2 separate regions of the Mus musculus genome follow, and region 2 is linked to region 1. The links are chromatin contacts, called in public HiChIP or PLAC-seq maps. All regions are on one chromosome and are shown on one strand. The core of a region is the stretch at or near the end of the contact, and the rest is flanking DNA. Distances in the headings are between cores, read along the strand shown. Region 1 has its middle 12 kb from the start of Ube2q2. Region 2 overlaps Tmem266 (transmembrane protein 266).

Evidence for each region. HiChIP or PLAC-seq counts read pairs in DNA pulled down with a chosen protein or histone mark.
Region 2: a FOXA1 HiChIP or PLAC-seq map of pancreatic cancer cells shows a contact between it and region 1. The contact joins two enhancer-like sites. A contact is called at or near these places in 3 of 39 promoter capture datasets (the 3T3-L1 cell line and liver), 1 of 484 Hi-C or Micro-C datasets (bone marrow-derived macrophages), 1 of 115 datasets of contacts at active chromatin or transcription factors (pancreatic cancer cells) and 1 of 9 other capture datasets (adipose tissue).

What each region holds. Positions count from the first base shown.
Region 1 is chr9:55,134,709-55,139,988 of GRCm38.p6, reverse strand. No RefSeq gene overlaps it. Among named protein-coding and RNA genes, the nearest start is that of Ube2q2, 12 kb to the left of the region's middle. Within about 2 kb of position 3,223, at least 78 of the 459 cell types and tissues checked have an H3K27ac peak or open chromatin away from gene starts, as enhancers often do. A contact at or near this core is called in pancreatic cancer cells, where this site is marked.
Region 2 is chr9:55,359,840-55,365,119 of GRCm38.p6, reverse strand. All of the region lies in intron 1 of Tmem266 (transmembrane protein 266), which reads right to left. Among named protein-coding and RNA genes, the nearest start is that of Tmem266, 36 kb to the right of the region's middle. Within about 2 kb of position 2,984, at least 49 of the 459 cell types and tissues checked have an H3K27ac peak or open chromatin away from gene starts, as enhancers often do. A contact at or near this core is called in pancreatic cancer cells, where this site is marked.

The DNA.
Region 1 (5,280 bases), core at 1,974-4,473:
ATGCCCAGTAGTTAGTAGTGCTTCCTGGCAGAGAACAGAGAAGGCCAGGGAGAAATACTTTGTCTTGGTTGAAGAACTGACTTCTCTTCTACTTTCTAAATGCAACAGTTATGTGGTGTAGTTTCCCTCTGAATTTCAAAGGATCCCAGATTTGGTCTTAGTCGGCACTGTCCCAGAAGTAAGCCATTGAACAAGGATTCCAAATACAAATATGGTCTCTCTGATAAAACTGGTAATATTCTAGAATCCCTTTGGACCCCAATTTCATTCCCCCCTCCCCCAGGATACTTCTGTTCTGTTTTGGATATTCACTATGCCAATTGCACCTGGGTTTCCCTTTTGAGGAGATTGTTTGTTGGTTTGTTAGTTGGTTGGTTTTTTTGTTTGTTTGGGTTTTTTGTTTGTTTTTTTTTTTTTTTTTTGGTTTGTTTTGGTTTGTTGTTGTTTTTTTTTTTTTTTTTTTTTTTTTTTTTTTTGAGACAGGGTTTCTCTGTGTAGCCCTAACTGTCCTGGAACTCACTCTGTAGACCACGTTGGCCTCAAAATCACAGAGATCTGCGTGCCTCTGACTCCTGAGTGCTGGGGTTAAAGGTGTGAGCCACCACTATCAGTGGGGCCCAATAGCTAAGATGTGGACAAGGGGGTACACCTGGAAAAGACGTTATCACTTCCATGGTGGCAGAGTGGGATCACAGCTGCCCTTCTCCTGCTGAACTCACCTCCTACCTACTATGTAAGAGAGAAAGAAGCTCTCGAATGTCAGTACTCTATTTTAGGTGCTTTGTTTTCAGCATGTTCCCTAACCAACAGACTCCCTCTCAGGACAGTTGGCTTCCCATTGGGCCTTATTGTATTACTCTTTCTGGACTGTGTCCTTCCTGGAAAGAGACAAGTCACAAAGGGAAAATAAAGGAGAAAAAAAGAACAAATAAACCTATTACTGATGTTTGCATCACTCACGGCTGCCAACCATTCTTTAAATAATCTTTGTATCTGGGGAAGGTTCTGACAGTGATTAAATAAAGCCAGACAATAGTTAAAGTGAGGAGAACAGATTTTTCATTCAGTAACTTCTGACAACAGGGGAAAGGGCCAAGCTCCGTTCCAGTGTGTGCATCGGTGACAGGTCAGGTTGAGAAGGAGGGTCAGGGGAGTGAACTGGTCCTAGGGGAAGAGCTTGCTGAGGGCTTGCAGGGATGCGATGGTGCCACTCTCAAAGTTAGGATCCACTTTTCCCTGTCCGTTCTGATGGATACGTTTCAAAGTAATGGTTTTTGGGTCCTTGAGCAAAACACTATGCGTTGATGGACACACACACCAAAGACATAGAAAATATTTCCTTTTGTAATAAATGTCCTAAGAAAGGGAAGGCGGGCAGGGGCCTGTCTCAGTGTTGGCTAAAACAGATTACATTGTTTCTTTTTTGACTTCTGAGCTGTTCCACACAAAACACTCAAAAGAAGACTGGGATGGGAGGAGCTGGGAAAATAACTCAGCCAGTCAAGGCTGATAAAAGCATGCAAACCTGATTACAGCCGTAAAAACATGCAGACCTGAGTTTGATAGGAGAACCCATGTGTGATGGCATGGGAGGCAGAGGCAAGCATATATGTGTGAGCTGAGGCCAGCCTGGTCTACAAACCGAGTCCCAGAACAGCCAGGACTATACAGAGAAACCTTGTCTCAAAATACAAAACAAAACAACGAAACTAAAACAAACACACAAGCAAGCCAGGTAAGGTGGCAGACTCCTGTAAGTCCAGCTCTGGGGAGACCGAGACAGTTGGAGTCCTGGGGCTTGATGGCCATTAAGATAGCAGTTTTTTGTGGTTGTTTTTTGTTGTGGCTTACAGGTTACAGCCTATTATCAGGGGAAGCCAAGGCAGGAACCTAGAGGCAAGAACTGGTCTGTAAAACAACAGTGCTTTCTGCCTTGTTCCCCATGGCTCTCTCTTGCCCATCCTCTCTGTTTTGTTTTTTTTCCAAACAAGTCCCACATGTAGCTAGCACTGACTTTTCTACTCACTCCGAAAACACCAGGCTGTCCTTGAACTCACAGAGATTTGCCTGCCTCTGCCTCCTGGGATGAAAAGCATGAGTGTGCACTATAACCTGGCTCAGCCTGCATTCTTATATAACCCAGGCTCCAGCCCCAGCAAGCTGGCTCCTCCCACATCTATCAGGACTCAAGAAAATGTGCTACAAACTTGCCTCCAGGCAATCTTACGGAGGCATTTTCCTAATTGAGGCTGTCTTTCCATATAACTAGCTTGTATCTCCTTGACAAGGAGGAGGAGGAGAAGAGGAGGAGGAGGAGAACAACAACAACAACAACAGGGCCAGGTTAGGTTTATACTTGCCAGTATCTTTGGCCCCCTCGGATTCTTGCAAGGAGCCACATTTGCCATCGTTTATTGGATAATTCCCCAATTAATGTGTCTTATGGCACTTAAATGTCATGTCTATCTCATTTATGGCTCTAGATCTATATGCTCATATCATAGGGCCAACTAAGATTGTTCAACAAATATGGAGTTAATGAGTGAATGAATAAATGAACAAATGGATGAATAGAGAGACATTTATGCTGGGTGGCACAGAGCATACTGAAAGTTACACGGGACTAGCAGCCATCCAACATGGACTCTAACCCTGACTTTATCATTTCCTGGGTAATCTTCAGCAGTAATATATTTAGCTTCCCAGATACGGAGAGTGTTCCTTTCTAGTGCTGACTCCAGCAGCCGCAGGGAAAGGTGTTTCTCCAGACCTTCCTGTGCCCTCCCAGGCTTACAAAGTAAATATTCCTGTCATTGCCACCAAGCCAACCGCTGACCAATCTGCTTGAGTAATTTAAGAAATAAGAGAAGCTAAGGTGTGTCAAGCTTCCAGCAAAGACAGGACACCAGTTCTCCTGAAACAACCTTCCCCATTGAAAATTAAGGGGTTAGTATCAGGCAAGCCTCCTGAACCATTTTCCACAGGAACAAACTCTCACTGATGATCTCGTGGGGACATGCTGTTGTAGAGCAGAACATGGTGCTGAGAGAAGCCACACAAGCTCTCAGCTGGCCGACAGAAGGTTCCTGGGATGGGTTGGGGCCCGCTTGCTTGTGGGTGTGTCAGGCATTCTGGGAATTCGTGTCAACTCAAATCACTCCCTCTACAACTGGAAGGTCTGAATCACAAGGTACTGACAGTTGTTTGGTTTCCTCACACTACTCTCCTCCTCCTGGCTTCCTAGCCCACTTCTGAGATCAGTACACCACTGTGGGAGTGATGCAGAGCTCCAGCCAGAGAGAAATTGTTCCCAGTGCCTCCTCCCCACCCCCATCCGCTCCCCAGGGCTGCTCTCAGTCACAGAGAGGCAGTGAGCCTCCCAGAGACGACACAATTATATTCAGAAGCATTTCTCCCAGAACTGCTGTGGTCCTTCAAACTACATTACTACTTGCTCACAATGGCAGTAAGGACTCTCCTCTTCTACCCAGGAAGCCAAAGAGAAAATGTGTGGGAAAAGATCACCCTGCAAACAAGAATAACATTTTCCCACAAATTCTGAGTGGCAGAAGGCTGCCTCAGAGAATCCCATGTAATACATCACCATCTAAGATGGAATGACCCAAGACTGCGTGCATTGTTTAAGCAAGGAATGCCTGGATTGGGGAGCCCATACCTCAAGCCCTATGATTCGGAGGGGCTGTGTCCTTCCAACGCCTGAGCCTTATTCCCACTTACACAACTGCATTACACAAGGCAGTAATGTCTCTGCCAAGGACTCCAGATTCAGAGCAAACAGGACACCTTGGGAGTCCCTAGATCTGTCTGCTCTTTCTTCATTTGACTTCCTTCAAAACAGATAGCTGTTATTTATCCAGTTAACATGTATCTTCTGTCTTCTCTGGGATGACTGAAGTGCTACACTGGGAGGTTCTATCAAAGGCATGTTCAAAGAGAACAAAGATACCAATCTTAGGATAACTCAAGATCTTTATTAAAAACCCAAGGTAAAATTATGGAGAACTGGAGAAACAGCTAACTAGCCAGGCAAACATGAAGACGTGAGTGCGAATTGCCAGCAACCACATGAAAAGCTGAGTGTGACAGTGTGCATCTGTAGTCCCAGCACTGGGGAAGTGGAGACAGGAGGAACACCAAGGCCTCGCTGGCCAGTCAGTCTAGCCAAATTGTCAAGTTACAAATTCAGTAAGAGAGGGTGTCTCAAAAAAGATGATGATGGTGGTGATGGTGATGGCGATGATGACGGTGATGTAATAGGTGACATAGAAGACACGTGAAGCTAACCTCTGGCTTTCACACGCATGCACATGCATGTGTATACCTCACAGCCTTTAATATCTTTAATCCCAACACTTGGAAAGCAGAGACAGGCAGAGTTCTTTGTTTGTTTGTTTGTTTGTTTGTTTGTTTGTTTGTTCCGAGACAGGGTTTCTCTGTGTAGCTCTGGCTGTCCTGGAACTCACTTTGTAGACCAGGCTGGTCTCGAACTCAGAAATCCGCCTGCCTCTGCTTCCCGAGTGCTGGGATTAAAGGTGCGCGCTACCACTAGAGCCCAACTTCATCTACTATAATGAGTTATAGGCCAACCAAGGCTACATAGTAAGACCTTGCTTCAAAAAGAAGTCCATAAATGATAACAAAGCATCTTTTATTGTGGTTGTGAGAGTGACATGAGGGAGAGGAGGGAGAGAGCAGGGACCTAGAGAGAGCAGAGGAGAGGCATAGCGCATGCAGGCTGAAGCTGGGGAGAAGGGAACCAGATAGAGTGGTATCATCCAAAGTGTGCTGTGCAGAGGTGGGTGACAGGATGTGGATGGTAATCAAAAACAGACACATAGAACACAGTAAGTAGTCGGCCATTGTCAGACATCCAAGTACATGACCTTGTCAGCTGATATAGCTGGATTCTATGTAGGAAAATGGTCTGATAATGCCACAGAAATGATAGTCAAAGACTAAGGTGCTTGCAGCAGAAGGTGAGAGGGCATGTGGCCCCTTCACAAAGAAAGTCGTGGTGCTAAACCTCCCCCCCCCACACACACACAGAAGCATTTGGTATCATAGGTGACATGGGAAAAGACCCACAAAGGCTGGCTCAGGTGTTCATTTGGAGACATTTTCATGTGATGTCGTAGGAAGCTGAGCACAGACTGCTTTGCTTACATGCTGAAGGATGGTGGGTGATGAAGGGAACGTTGCACTTAGAGTTGAATGTTAGCACCAAACCTTAGTGTTTCATCTGGCAACGAAACTTCCAGG
Region 2 (5,280 bases), core at 1,735-4,234, 230 kb before region 1:
AAATAAGGTACACAGTCAATTCAATAGCAGCTTGTCAAGGAAAAATACACACTTGTCATACTGAATTTATACATCAGATATAAGATCCTGATGGTTTCAATGATGGGAGATATGGAAAAGAGGCTCGCAACAAGACTCTACCCAAGTCGTGTGGCTCCCAACTGGGGACAGGAGGAAGAGCCACGTTTCCTTTCTCACTTCACCCGTCTCACAGGCTATGAATCACTTTGCTGCTTCATGCCACAGTGGGTTTTATTAATGTACCATCTAACCTTTACGGTATACTTCTTTGGGTCCAGGTCACAATCAGCAGACTTAAGAAGCAACCCCTCCCAGACACACTTCTACCTGCCATGTTTAGCTCAACTGCTTCCCAAAGCCAGCAAGAACAAGGCAAGGCCCTGGGATGGTCCTGTGAGTGCACGTTCCATTGGAGGGTAGTGTTCCTCACTGACACATCAAACAGGGAGGACAGTTCTCAACAAGCCTGTGTGGCGCTGGGGACAGCTGAGTGGAGGAGACACCAGTGACAAATGTCCAAGGTCATCTCTGCACTAGGAGAAACCCGACTGAATATGTATTCCCTTGACTGATTTAGTAGCATATATTTTAAAAATTAATGAGGTTTATTTTTTTTATAAAAAATTTGGAATTATTGAAAAGTTGTTGTCTTAGTTAGGATTTTACTGCTATGAACAGACACCATGACCAAGGCAGCTCTTATAAGGACAACATTTAATTGGGGCTGGCTTACAGGTTCAGAGATTCAGTCTATTATCATCAAGGCAGGAACATGGCAGCATCCAGGCAGGCAAGGTGCAGGAGGAGGTGAGAGTTCTAATCTTCATCTGAAGGCTGCTAGGAGAAGACTGGCTCAACGTGGTTAGGAGGAGGGTCTCATTGTCCACTCTCACAGTGAAACACATGTCCTCCAACAAGGCCACACCTCCTAATAGTGCCACTCCCTGAGCCAAGCATATGCAAACCATCACAACTGTCTAGAAAGCATGTTTCTGCCTTTGTTGATAACAGTTCCCTGATATTAGCATGTTGCATTTGTTAAAACTGGCAAATCAGTATTAATATGCTATCATGAGCTAAGTAAAGCTTAAATTAGGATTCACTTTCTGTGCTGTTCAGTTCTATGGTTCCAGACAGATCTACAAAGGCATGTGTGTAACACCACAGCATCATACAGAAGTGAAACCATTAGCTCTAAAAGTGCCCAGCACACACCCACATCCCTCTCTCCCTCACCCCAAACATGCTACAGCCCCTGAATTTCTCTCCACCTCATACCCTTGCCTGTCCCAGAATGTCTAGCAGATATAACTGGACAGTGTGCAGTCTTCTTAAACTGGCTTCTTTGTATATTAATTGAGGTCCCTTCATACCATTCATACCATTTTGTAGCTTGATATCTTATTTCTATTGATTGCTGATCAATATAGCATCATATGGAAGATATAAAAGATATTTTGATTACTTCTGGTTTGGGGCAAGTATGAGCAAAACTGCATTAAATGCCTGTATGTTGGTTTTAATGCGGACATAATTTTCAGATCACTTGAGCATATACTAAGAGGTCTGGTTGCAAGACTCCATGGTAAGACTCTTTTCCTTTGCAAGGCACCACCAGACTGTCTCCAGGTTAGCTCTACCATTTTTTATCAGATCATTTCCCCACATTCTTGCCAGTGGCTGGCATGTAATAGTCTCATTGCCTTAATTTACATTTCCCTGATTATATATGATGCTAAATAATTCTTTCTTATGCTTACCGTCCATACATTAATTTGGTGGTCTATTCTGACACTCCCTTTTAATTAGACTGGTTTCTTCTCTTTCTCTCTCTCTCTCTCTCTCTCCCTCTCTCTCCTCTCTCCCTTCTTTCCTTCCTTCCTTCCTTCCTTCCTTCCTTCCTTCCTTCCTTCCTTCCTTCCTTCCTTTCTCTCTCTCCCTCTCCCTTCCTCCCTTTCTTTCTTCCTTTCTTTCTTTCTTTCTTTTTCTTTCTTTCTTCCTTTCTCTCTTTCTTTCTTTCTTTCTTTCTTTCTAAAAAGCTCCATTAATGACTTTTTTAAAAGTTATGTATATATGAGTGTGTCTGTGTGAGCAAATGCCACAGATGTTCAGGTGCCCTTGGAGGCCAGAAGAGGGCGTCAGACCCCCTGGAGCTGGAGTTGCAGGCAGTTGTGAGCTGCCTGGTGTGGGTTATGGGAAGTGAACTCAGGCCCTCTGGGAGAGCAGTAAGTGATCTCAACCACTGAGTCGTCACTCCTGACTTCCTTTACTTTCTTGTGGAGATAATTCTGTTTCTCCAAGGGTATGGCTTATCCTTTCATCCTATCTATTTCTTAATCACTGGGAAAGTAACTACCACAGCAGACAAGCTTAGGCTGACTCTGATGGTTAGTACTTATAACTGGGTGGCCTTGTCTGACTGACTCTGACGGTTAGTACTTATAACTGGGTGGCCTTGTTTGGCAGTGCACATCGTTGGGCTTGCACTGGGCTGTGAATACCCTGAAAAGAACCCAATTCATTGGCATTAAAAGGAAAACTGATTTGCCATGGCCACTTTTGAAGTGTGATATCATTGTTGAGTGTGTGGAGTCTTGCGGTATGTTTGGTTATTAGTGCCCTGTCTTTTTTGACCTTTGTGTGTGTGTTTATTCAACAAATGTTAGAGCTCTTAGAGGCGCCAGGGCTGGAACTGACTTGTTTGAAAGGCAATCACACCACCTCTCTCACATGTCTTGGACATAGCGTGTCTTAGTTCCAATTTCTACTGTTGTGATAAAAAGCCACGATCCAGAGCAACTTGGGGAGGAAGGGTTTACATAACCTGAGTCACAGTTCACTGAAGGAAACCAAGGTTTACATATCCTGAGTCACAGTTCACTGAAGGAAGCCAAGGCTGGAACTCAAGCTGGGGGGGAACCCTAAGACACGCGCTGATGCTGGAGCCATGGAGGGGTGGGGCTTACTGACTCATTCCTCATAGCTTGCTCAATGTGCTTTCTTACAGAACCTAAGACCTCCAGCCTGGAGCCGGTTGGTTCCTTCCACAATTTACTGGGCCTTCTTACAGCAATCACTAATTAAGAAAATACCCTGCAGGCTTGCCTGTAGCCTGATGTTAGGAGGCATCTTCTGCGCTGAGGTCCCCTCCCCTCAGATGACTCTAGCTCGGGTCAACTTGACATAAAAACTAGCCAAGGCATAATGTAATGAGGTGAGCCAGCAAACTTCTCTCTTGGCCTATGGACTCTCGTGCAGAATACCTCAGTACAAACCTGTGGACATCTGGATTCCTGCACTAGATATTTCCCACCTCTCTCCTTATCTTTCTCTTCAGGTCTGATACTGGGTTCCAACTTGGATTTTGACCCACTGTGCCTCTGATCCCAGGAGTACCTGGTACAAAGCCACTCTCAGGAGTTCTTACTACAAAGAATGCACATTTCACAGCTTACAAGGCCTCTTAGGTGGAATCAAAGAGAGAGCCACAGGAGAACAGGATGCATCCTTGTGTCCAACAATCTAACTGGAAGAAGAAGGTGTTACTACAGGTAGCCTGTGGTTAGTCAAGGAGTCCTGGAGGCAGTAAGTATAGTTTGTCATAAAGGAGCCTTGTACTGCGACTTGAATTATCCCCCTACCCCACTTACTTCACATTTAATGAAATGCTGATAAGGATAGAAAGAGTCTTGCTTTCCAAGGTATGGGGCCTGGACCAGTTGTGGCAGGACCACCACCTGGTGCTTGTTAGAAACAAGGATCACTAGATCCTATCCTAGACCAAGTGAATCGCAAGTCTGTGTCTTGACAGCATCCACAGACGTATAATCCAGGCAGTCTGAAAGCATCATGATGCGTGATCTTTACTTAGCTCTTAGTTGTACACTTCAGCAATCTATGACATTTACTGTGACCCTGTCAGGAGGCAGCTGCTTCGAGGTCCCTGGGAGGATGCTGCCTGACTGGCCCTGAACAAACCTGAGGGCGGGTGACCCAGCAACTGGGCTCTCATGCCAGGCATCCAGGCATGGCAAGCAGCCACTGGCTCTGTGGGTCAGTGTGACCCTCCTAGAGAGTCATGCTGCTCTCCTACCGGGGAAACAGCTTGAGTTGTCACGACAGAGCACGACCTGGAGGTGGAAACTGGAGGTGGTGGCCACCCACGTTGGGTGAGCTTTGTTGGTGTGTGTGGGCTTCACTTAGAGACCTGGCTTCACATCTTGTAACCTGTCTTAGCTTCTGGGTTTGCCCATCAGCTGGGTAGCCAGGGTAAGGGAAAAAAGAAAGAAATTAGCCAGGAATATTATTGATGGTGCCCCCTGAGGTTGGGGGCACAGGGAAGGGTCTCTGCTAAAATCTGTTCCCTTAAAAATCAATCTCCGGGTGGCAAGAGCCTATGTTTTCATGTAGTTGCTCGACTGCCTGGCATAAGGGACATCAAAGAAGCCCAGTGCAGTGGAAATGAGGAGCAAGGGCTCCAGGGTGACAGACAAGCCTCCCATAAGGTGAGACCAGATTCATTCATTCACATGACTGAGCCCTGGCAGGAGCCTAGGTGCTGAGAACACTGAAGATTTATGGAGCTGATAGTTTGGATACTTTCCCCAAAAGCTTCCCAGTGCCAATATTTTCTTATTTTGTGTGGTATGTATGACGTGTGTGTATGGGGTGGGGGTTACATGTGTGTGGTTTTGTGTGTGTGTGTGTGTGTGTGTGTGTGTGTGCATTCGAGAGCACGCAAGAATGAGCACAGGTGCATGTGGAAGCCAAAGGTCAACCTTGGAGGTCATTCCTCAGCAGACACCCACTTTTGGAGACAAAATTATTTGGGGCTCAGGGATCATGCTATTTCTACATGCCCAGTGCCGGGATTACGAGCATGTGCGCATAGCAATGGTTTTATTGATCAGGCTATCTCCCCAGCTCCTCAAACATTCTATTTTTAAATTTTTAAGGGACTTACTTTTATGTATATGGGTGTTTTTCTTGTATGTAAGTCTGTGCACCGTGTGTATACAGTGCCCACGGAGGCCAAAAGAAGGCATAAACTCCTCTGGTATTGGAGTTACAATAGCTAGCTGCTATGTAGGTGCTGGGAACCAAACCTGAGTCCTCAGAAGAGTAATGTAAGTATGAATGTTCCTGACTACTGAGCCATCTCTAGAGATATTCTATTTTAGAATAATAGGCTCTGGCCTCACATTTGGGTTACCAATGTAAATTTTGTAACTTACCAATTGGTTATATTAGAAGCTCAAA